Linked DNA regions of Sus scrofa: region 2 is linked to region 1. Evidence: chromatin contacts called from public Hi-C data. All regions are on one chromosome and are shown on one strand. Each heading gives the region's core, a stretch centred on a gene start, on an enhancer-like site or on the middle of the called end of the contact. The rest is flanking DNA. Distances are from core to core; before and after follow the strand shown.

What was found. A called contact is a pair of places that touch in the nucleus more often than the background predicts.
Region 2: a contact with region 1 is called in a Hi-C map of liver, with 2.2 times the contacts expected there. The contact joins the promoter of SLC25A42 here to the enhancer-like site in region 1. A contact is called at or near these places in 2 of 5 promoter capture datasets (fetal liver and liver), 14 of 47 Hi-C or Micro-C datasets (embryonic fibroblasts, epiblast stem cells, fetal heart ventricle and 7 more) and 1 of 2 datasets of contacts at active chromatin or transcription factors (skeletal muscle).

Annotation. Positions count from the first base shown.
Region 1 is chr2:58,762,130-58,767,037 of Sscrofa11.1, reverse strand. SLC25A42 (mitochondrial coenzyme A transporter SLC25A42) reads left to right here. Exons shown (of 8, transcript XM_021083444.1): 2 at 518-629; 3 at 4,423-4,528. Among named protein-coding and RNA genes, the nearest start is that of TMEM161A, 36 kb to the right of the region's middle. Within about 2 kb of position 1,712, at least 3 of the 83 cell types and tissues checked have an H3K27ac peak or open chromatin away from gene starts, as enhancers often do. A contact at or near this core is called in liver, where this site is marked.
Region 2 is chr2:58,802,035-58,806,964 of Sscrofa11.1, reverse strand. SLC25A42 (mitochondrial coenzyme A transporter SLC25A42) reads left to right here and starts at 3,609. Exons shown (of 8, transcript XM_021083444.1): 1 at 3,609-4,930. LOC100511007 (a long non-coding RNA gene) reads right to left here. Exons shown (of 2, transcript NR_045043.1): 2 at 3,724-4,930.

The sequences.
Region 1 (4,908 bases), core at 463-2,962:
AGGCCTGTTTATGATGATGAGCTAAAAAAAGCCAATGAGGGAGTTCCCGCCGTGGCGCAGTGGTTAACGAATCCAACTAGGAACCATGAGGTTGCAGGTTAGATCCCTGGCCTTGCTCAGTGGGTCGAGGATCTGGCATTGCCGAGACCTGTGGTATAGGTTGCAGACGTGGCTCGAATCCCACGTTGCTGTGGCTCTGGCCGTAGGCCGGTGGCTACAGCTCTGATTAGACCCTAGCCTGGGAACCTCCATATGCCTTGGTTATGTCCCTAGAAAAGACAAAAAGACCAAAAAGACTGGAAAAAAAAAGCCAATGAGAAGAGCTTTTGTAGAGGGGACTGTGTCACTGTGATGTAGGTTCCAGTGTCTTTCTCCTGCAGGGAAACTGAAGCCAGGTTAGGAAAAGGGTACCACTGGAGCAGTGCTGGCTTCTGGGGGACTTGAGGATGAGTCACAGGCCCCAGGCCCATGGTGGGGGAAGCAGGCTGCCTTCTCACCTCCTCCCTCTTGCTCCCAGGAGTCTCCCCACCGTCCTGAGCAGGCCTGGAATGGGTAATGGTGTGAAGGAAGGCGTGGTGCGTTTGCGTGAGGATGCTGAGTCTGTCCTGCACTCGCCTGTCTCTTCAAAGGCAAGTACTCCATGGGCGTTCCCACCGGCTCCCTATTCTGTGCTCACACCCCATTTACAATGAGGGGGGAGCAGTGACAGGCTGCTTTTGATTCCATTTTTATAGCCCTATTTGTGCTGTGAAACCAGCTGCCCCTCCACTTGGCGAGAAGCCAGAAACCTCGCCCACATTTGGCTGGGAGGTCAAAGGTGTCCTTGAGCCCCTTTGCTTGCTCAGATTTGCCAACACAAAAGAATTAGCCAAGGGAGTTCCATCTGTGGCTCAGCGGGTTAAGAACCCAACTAGGGGAATTCCCGTCGTGGCGCAGTGGTTAACGAATCCGACTAGGAACCATGAGGTTGCGGGTTCGATTCCTGCCCTTGCTCAGTGGGTTAACGATCCGGCGTTGCCGTGAGCTGTGGCGTAGGTCGCAGACGTGGCTCGGATCCCGAGTTGCTGTGGCTCTGGCGTAGGCTGGCGGCTACAGCTCCGATTAGACCCCTAGCCTGGGAACCTCCCATATGCCACAGGAGCGGCCCAAGAAATGGCAAAAAGACAAAAAAAAAAAAAAAAAAAAAAAAAGAACCCAGCTAGGATCCGTGAGGATGCAGGTTCGATCCCTGGCCTTGCTCAGTGGGTTACAGGATCCAGCGTCACCATGAACTGTAGTGTAGGTTGCAGACGTGGCTCGGATCTGGCATGGTTGTGGTGCAAGCCAGCAGCTGCAGCTCCGATTCAACCCCTAGCCTAGGAATTTCCATATGCTGCAAGTGCAGCCCTAAAAAAAAAAAAGCATTAGCCAAAGGTGGGGTGGACTGCAGAAGAGGGCGCCCCAGTGCTGTGTTTACTCTCAGCTCTGACGTTTATCTACTAATTATGCCCTTCAATTGAAGACAGAAGGTTTGTTTATTCCCTCATAAAGAAATCGGATCAGCCCTGTCCTTGTTCACTGTAGAAGTGGGTAGAAGTTCTCCCAGCTGAACCTAGAACACAGACAGACCCAGCCCCATCTTTATTGCCACTTTGGCTCAGGCACCCACAGGCAGTTCTCAAAGTCCACAGGCTCAAAGGCCAAATCAGCACCATCCTTTGGCCCTCCTGACCTTTCCCTGAATTCCTGGTCACCCTGTGGAGTGCCAGGCGGGCAGAAGGACTGATTCCCAAGGCCACCATCACCACACTGGGGGGAGGGGGTGAGCCCCAGAGCAAGTTGAGTGAACTTCCCAGCAGAGTATGAGGGAGACGTGGCCTTCCCCCCACTAGGCTGCTGGATGGATCCCAACAAACAGACATGCTTAGCAAAGCCCCCCCCCGCCCCCGTGCCAGCATGCGCTGGAACACACATGCTGGCTGGCACGACCCACGTCAGTCTGGACCCACTTGGCCAGCCCAGAGCAGAGAAGTCACTCTGCAAAGTCCCACTTCTTTTTTTTTGGCTCCCCACCCCGGCAGCATATGGAGGCTCCCAGGCTAGGGGTCCAGTCGGTGCTACAGCTGGAGGCCTACACCACAGCCATAGCAACACGGGATCTGAGCCGCACCTGCGACCCACACTGCAGCCCATGGCAATGCCGGATCCCCAACCCACTGAGCGAGGCCAGGGATCGAACCCACAACCTCATGGTTCACAGTCGGATTCATCTCCGCTGTGACAGGAACTCCAAAGTCTCACTTCATTGGTTAAGGAGTTGGGCATCTTCGTATGGTATTCACTGCTCGGGTGAATCACCCATTTCTTCCCTACCAGGCTGCCTGGCCCATGCCTCCTTTGCAGGATTTCTCCATGTGATGGATATGGAGACTTTGCTCAGTGGTGCCTACACCAAACTCTTTAAAGAATAAGCTGCCTGTGGTCATTTAAGAGTCCCTGGAAGCTTCGGCCAAAGGCAGCAGCCACCTCCTCCACTAAGCATGAGAAGTGGGCTCACAGCAAGTCCCTAGAGCACCACATCAAGAGTTAGGGTTCAAGGATGTGTGCGTTACCTATGCGCACAGCTAGCCTTGTGATTGTAGGAACAGCAGGTTCCACAGGAAGTAACCTGGTGAGGGACATGGAAGGGACACATCAGCTCCGCCTCTAGCGCCCAGTGACATGGGGCATCCCTTCCGCTACCGTGGCTTGAGGTGAGTGGTGACCACATTGATTCGCAGAGGGCCAGTTAGGCCTTGGAGCCGATGCCAGGAGCACCACTGAGCCTTCTGGTATCTGATGTCCACATCCCTCAAAGCCAGTGGGACCAGCCGCCCAGAACCTTGCTGTGTGACACAGGAAAGGCAGGGGTCCCCAGTGACAGGCCTCTGTGAAGCAAGAAGATAGAACCCCACAGTGAAGCCTCTGTGAAGCAAGAAGACAGAATCCCACCTGCTGTGGGAATTTGTTCTTTTAGGGAAAGGTGGGCTGGGCTGGTGGAGGGTGCTCCAGGGACATTAGGGGAGAGCAAACAGGGCCCCTGGGAGCATCCAGGACACTTGGGATAATATCTGGGACCCAGGCCAGGAGACAGTGCCTCACTGTGTCAAAGATGAGGAACAGGAGTTCCCTTCGTGGCTCAGTGGTTAACAAATCCGACTAGGAACCATGAGGTTGCAGGTTCGATTTCTGGCCTTGCTCAGTGGGTTAAGGATCTGGTGTTGACGTGAGCTGTGGTATGGGTCGCAGACTTGGCTTAGATCCTGCGTTGCTGTGGCTCTGGCGAAGGCCGGCAGCAACAGCTCCAATTAGACCCCCAGCCTGGGAACTTACATATGCCGCGAGTGCAGCCCTAGAAAAAGACAAAAAGACAAACAAACAAACAAAAAAAGATGAGAAACAGAAGACCAGAGCGGCCATTCAGTCACTGCAATCAGTCAAGACAGGCCCAGAGCCAGGTCAGGAGTGTGGACAGACCCAGCCCCTCCCCCCCCAGCCACCTGCTGCGCTGAGCAAACTCAGGGCATTGCCCTGGACCCCACTATGTCTACTCGGACCCAGGCTGCCAATGCTCCCCCAGATACCCCCTCATCCCTCCCCTCTGACAGCCTCACCTGGACCCAGCCTCTGTCGTCTCCATCCTGGGTTTTGGAGGAGTTGCCTGTTCTCTGGTTCCAGTTTAAATGGCTTGTTCACCTTCCACGCTCCTCTGCTTCTCTTTAGGCAATGACCAGCTTCCTTGCCAGGCCCCCCACACTCTGTGGGGTCCAGCCCCACCCACTTTTCATCTCTCCTGTCTTCCCTGTGCCCCCTTCCTTTCCCTGTGTCAGCCACCCTGCCCCCCTTGTGGTTCCCCCAGGCCCCCTACTTCTTTTCACAGGTGCTTCTGAGTGTTCCATTCATGCATGCTTTTACACACACACACACACACACACAGGCAGTTAGCTGCTCAGAGTCAGAGTCTGCCTGCCTGATCCTGCCTACCCACCCCTCAGATCACAAGGATACCTTACCCTGAAATACTGCAGTGCAAAAGTACTTCACACATAGGCAATGGGTGGAACCAAGGCTTGCAAGAAGGACAGGTCAGGGGTGACTCATGTTTGGAGTCAGTCCTGTCATAGGCCATCTCTAAGAACTGGGAACTTCACGGAACAGCCCAGCTAGCATGTTACCTCTCACGTGGATGGTTCTTGTGGCCTATTCATTATGTCCCATCAGTTTCTGGCTGTTGGACCCGCCACAGCTCACCCCAGCCTGCCCAGGGCCCAGCAAGGCTGTGTCACTCTGGCCACCATGTGCCTGGGCCAGAGGGAGAAGAGAGATGTTCCTCTCAGGAAAGTGACCAGGCAGACACCTTTGATGACAGACCATGTGTTTGTGTGTGTGTGTGTTTTTTTGCAGAGTGATCACAGGCAAGTTCTCAGCTCCCTCCTTTCGGGGGCCCTGGCTGGTGCTCTTGCCAAAACAGCAGTAGCTCCCCTGGACCGAACCAAAATCATCTTCCAAGGTAAATGCTGCCTGACTATCTGTCCCATGCATTAGAGAAGCTGCCAGGTAATCACTCTCCTCCTCCACTGGCACCTCCGAAAACTGCACTGCAAATGGATGGTTATTGGGGTTTTTTTTGTTTGTTGTTTGTTTTCCTGACCACACCCACGGCATATGGAAGTTTCTGAGCCAGCTGAATCTGAGCAGCAATGCCAGATCTGATTTTTTTTTTTTTTTTTTTTGGTCTTTTTGGCCTTTTTGCCATTTCTCGGGCCGCTTCTGTGGCATATGGATGTTCCCAGGCTAGGGGTCTAATCAGAGCTGTAGCCACCAGCCTGTGCCAGAGCCACAGCAATGTGGGATCCGAGCCGTGTCTGCAACATATACTACAGTTCACGG
Region 2 (4,930 bases), core at 2,360-4,859, 38 kb before region 1:
TGTGGCATATGGAGGTTCCCAGGTGAGGGGTCAAATCAGAGCTACAGCTACCTGCCTACACCACAGCCATAGCAATGCAGGATCCAAGGCGCATCCACAACCTACACCACAGATCATGGCAACGAGAGATCCTTAACCCACTGAGCAAAGCCAGTGATGGAACCTGCAACCTCGTGGTTCCTAGTCAGATTCCTTTCCACTGTGCCATGATAGGAACTCCCCCTTAAATGTTTTTGAACATACACATGAATAAATGGATAAGTACACAGGGTAGTTGGAGGGAAGGCCTCCACCTCTGCAGCCCTTGTCTCCTCCCCTGGGCTCCAGCCTTCCTAGAGCAGCAGGCTTCTTCCTGGAAGGGTGGCTCTTATCAATCCTCCCCAGCTTGCCAGAGGGTGTCTTCAGTGAGCTTGGGTCAGGGCCTTTTTGGCCCAGGCTGGGTGAGGCCCCCTCCTTCCAGCTGAAGACCCCGCATTTCACTGACATTTCATTGATGCCAGGAAGGCCTTTGTTCTAGTCCTTCCTCTGCCACTTCCAGTGAGCCTCTGCCTCCTCACCTGAAAATGTGCTAAGTGTGTCACAGCCCAGGACCACAGCCCTCAGCAAAGCCTGGCTCAGGGGATGCCTCACACACAACACTCCCCTAAGGAGTACTTGTTGTCCTATCGTTGATAACACAGGAGCATGGGCTGAGGGGAAAACCGCTACAAGGGAGGAGCCAGGACTTTCAGTTATGTCTCTACTGCTGTGTGATTTTAGAGGAGTGGCCTGACCTCCCTGAGCCTCTGGGAGGCTGAGTGGGACTGCCTTGAAACTAGTCAGGCTTGATGTTGTCCATTGAGACCAGGGTGTCCATCCAGGATGTATCGCTCCAGCCAGGGTCCTGGGAAGGAACACTGTTACCTCTTCACTGAAAACACATCTCTGAGAGGCAGGGCCTGTGAACTCCATTTTCCAGATGAGAAACAGCTTCACCAGCAGGCATTTGAGGGGTGGCAGTGGGATGAGAACCCAGTTTGGCCTGCCTTCATGCCCCTCCTCTGTTGCCAGTATTGCCCTGACCTTGGGCAAATGGCTCTCTAGCCTTGGTTGATTAAGCCCTGTCACTGTGCCCAGGCCTGGCTTGTGGCCATCGTGTCAGATGATTCCTGGGATCCTCAAGAAGTGGAAGAAACTGGGGGCGGGGGCAGGGCAAGGCAGAGAATCAGTGTCTGGCCTAGGGGAAGCCAGGAGGATGGGGAAGAGCTGGGATCCCGCTCCCTCCCCCAGGAAACCCTGACCAAGTACAGCCGGGGTGCCCATGGTGGGAGGGTGTCAGTTGCTGGTGCCAAGAGGCACAGCCTGCCACTGTTGGAAGATGGCTGGGAGACTGGCCAGTGCCACCTTGCTGACAAGTGAACAGAAGCCAGAGCCCAGCCAGCACCTCTGGCACCATCCGGAGAGGCAGCCCAGCGCTGGGCCACTGCCTGACCTTTGCCTCAGTTGGCACTGTCCCCGGGGGTACTGTGGGACTTTCCAGGAGCTTGCCGCTTCCCTCACAAGACCTGACAGGTGAGCACCGAAGGTGAGGACTCCTGCAGGATAAATATCTCCCTATTTGGGTGGCAGACCACACCCATAGTTGGTCTCTCTGCTCGCATTCCATCAAGTGCTATTTAGAGAGTGGGAAACGGAGGCCCTGGAAAAGAACAGTTTATCCAGCCCACACTCAGCAAGCACTCACTGCAGATCAGCACGGTTGTGGTTTGCTTCCATTCATTTCATTAATGCTCCTATCAACCCCGGAAGCTCCTTGGAGAAACTGAAGCAGGGCGTTTGAGTCACTTGCTAAAGGTCCTATGATCAACAAGTCAAGAAGAGCAGGGATTCAAACCCAGGGCCCTTCCAGTAAGAGACACTTGTTGCACAAAACTCAGTTTTCCCACCTGCAAGGTGGGCCACCAACACCCCTCTCTGGAAGTCAGGTCATGAGATTTTGTTTGTTTCTTGGTTGGGATTTTTATTTGTTTGTTTTTGCCATCCCACAGCATATGGAGTTCCCTGGCCAGGGATCAGATCTGTGCTGAAATTGTGATATACATAAGTTGCATCTGTGGCAATGCTGGATCCTTAACCTACTGGGCCAGGGAGCAAACCTGTGTTCCAATGCTCCAAAGACACTGCCAACCCTGTTGTGCCACAGCAGGAACTCCATAAGATGATATTTGAGCCCTGCAAGGATATGATACCCAGTAGGTGTTCACCAGACTCAGCTTCCATCTCTTCTCCAGAGGGCAGGATGGAGACTAGGGCCTGGAAATTGCAGGGAAGCAAACCACAGTTGGGAGCTATTTGAGCAGAGACTCAGGTGGGAACATCATGGGAATATCAGGCATCTGATGGTAACCTCAAGCTAGTGACTTCCCCTTGTGAGCCCTCATTGTATCCTCAGATGGGCCCTTTGCAAAGTTATGGATTGAGAACTTAGCCGGGGGATTGTCCAGATCTAAACTGTGAGCACTTATTACAGTCTAGCTCAGCCTTGCTCCCTCCCAGGATTCTCTTGTTCTTAACTCGATTTCCACCAACACCCGCCCACACCTAGAAGAAATAAGAGCCAGTATCTGGGAATATTTGTAATCCTCTATGCCCCAGAGATTAAAGGGGTGCACTTTGTGAGTCAGAGAACAGGGTAGGCTTTGGGGAGGTGCCAGTGACACAGCCTGGTGCTGGACTGCAAGTGTCTCCCTAACTATCTGCAAAGAATCTCATGACCCCACACCTCACAGAAAAGCTGGGGCTCACAGGCCAGATGTGATCTGTGCAGGGTCAAATGCTTTCACCAGAAGGTCAAGGTGATGGCTGGAATGTAAGTTCTCCCAGGGGAGCAGCCCCAGAGAGGAAAGATCAGGTGTAGGAATCATTGTCCCTTGAGGAAACTGAGGTTCACAAGTGCATTGCCTAAGGTTGAATAGCCGAAATGTGGCCTCTGTACACCAGCACAAATTAAGACTTGGAGACAGAGTTTTGGGCAAAGCAGAAAGAACAGCTTTATTACTTTGCGAGGCAGAGGAGGCCACAGTAGGCTAACACCCTCAAAACTGTGTCCTGCCTTGAGAGGGGATAGCAAGGGGTTTTATAGGTTTAGCCTGAGAAAACAGGGCTGTTGGTAAGGATTTGGGTGCCTGTGTTCCTCTCCCTCCATAGATCATTTCAAAGTCATCAAGGCCAGAGTCAGGTGGTCTGGTGACAGTCTCTGGTGGTCTTTGGGGTTATTGAACCTTGACCTTCTCTCTGAAGTGAAGATTGCTCACAAAAGGAAGGGGGTGTTAAGGAAGTGTTTCAGATGAAAAGAAAACACCAGGTGCAATATAACTCTAACTAGAGTTTCTGTCGTGGCTCAGTGACTAATGAATCTGACTAGGAACTATGAGGTTGCGGGTTCAATCCCTGGCCTTGCTCAGTGGGTTAAGGATCCGTTGCTGCCGTGAGCTGTGGTGTAGGTCGAAGACATGGCTCAGATCTGGCGTTGCTGTGGCTCTGGTGTAGGCCGGCAGCTACAGCTCCAATTTGACCCCTAGCCTGGGACCCTCCATATGCCGTGGGAGCGGCCCTAGAAAAGACAAAAAAGACAAAAAAAAAAAAAAGAAGAAGAAGAAGAAAAGAAAGTAACCATTAGTAATAAGTTAGTGGGTCAAGGTAGGACATAATATAATGGAGACTGTTTTCCTAGTTTTGTTTTTCTTTTTTTTTTTTTTTTGGTCTTTTTGTCTTTTATGGCCGCACTGCAGCATATGGAGGTTCTCAGCCTAGGGTCAAATCGCAGCTGTAGCTACTGGCCTACACCACAGCCACAGCAATGCTGGATCCTTAACCCACTGAGAAAGGCCAGGGATTGAAGCTCCATCCTCATGGATACTACTCAGGTTCATTAACCACTGAGCCACAACAGCAACTCCTGTTTTAACTAGTTTTTTAGCCGTAACAATATTTCCTAATCATTAACTCTTGAGTCAGTTTTTTGAGACTGAGTTTGGGAGGCTAAAGAAAGTCTTTTACTTCAGAACATAAGGTCTCAGGGACTCGTACACCATATCTGTTGTAATGTCAGCTAGTGGCTGGACAAGTATTCAAACCTGTGTCACTCAGGTCCCCCATGGCTGTCCTTTGGCACGGCCTTACCCTACTTCCAAAAACCAGGCAACTTTGGGCCTGCTGAAGTGCTGTGTGAGCATGGGCAAGGATTTGACCTCTCTGTGTTCTGGTTTCTGTAAAATGGAGCCAGTAGTCGCTTTGACCTCATGGGATTCTGGTTAGGATTCAGTTAATTCACCAAAGATTTAGCAGGGAAGTGGCCTGACAGGGATGTCATTCAGTCCTGTGAGGAGCAAGTTTGTACTCGGAGAAGTCAAACATTTCCAGAAGATCACAAAGCACGTAAGATTCCACCTATTTCCACATTTTGCCATTACCCGGAGCTGTGGAGGACAGCTGAGTGACTTCCAGCGAGACTCTCTGCCCCCTCCGTATCCTTTGCAGGGGAATAGTGGGTATTTCCTATTAGTGGCCAAGTTCGCCGCTCAAGTTGGAGGTCCTGCTTCTGCACTGGGTGGCCAGAGAGCCTGACTTTGCCACAGCCTGAGGGGACCCTACGCCAGACTCCCAAGGCCACCTCGGGCCACAGTGCTCAGGGCCAAACTCTACACCTCCTTTGCTCCAAAGTCTGGTCCAGGGCGCACCGCCCACGGCCCTCGCGACTGGCCGCCGGCCCTGCCTGTCTTTGGCTTCGCAGCCAATCTCCGTCGCCCTCCGGGCTACGCCCTCCGTTCCTCGCTGCCAGTCGCGCCAGCTTCTTTGGAGCCCCGCCCTTTCTCCCAAGCGATTGGTCCTTGGGGCTGCCCATCTTCTCCGAGGGCTCCAATCTTCGCCTGCCTACAGGCCCTCGCCTCCC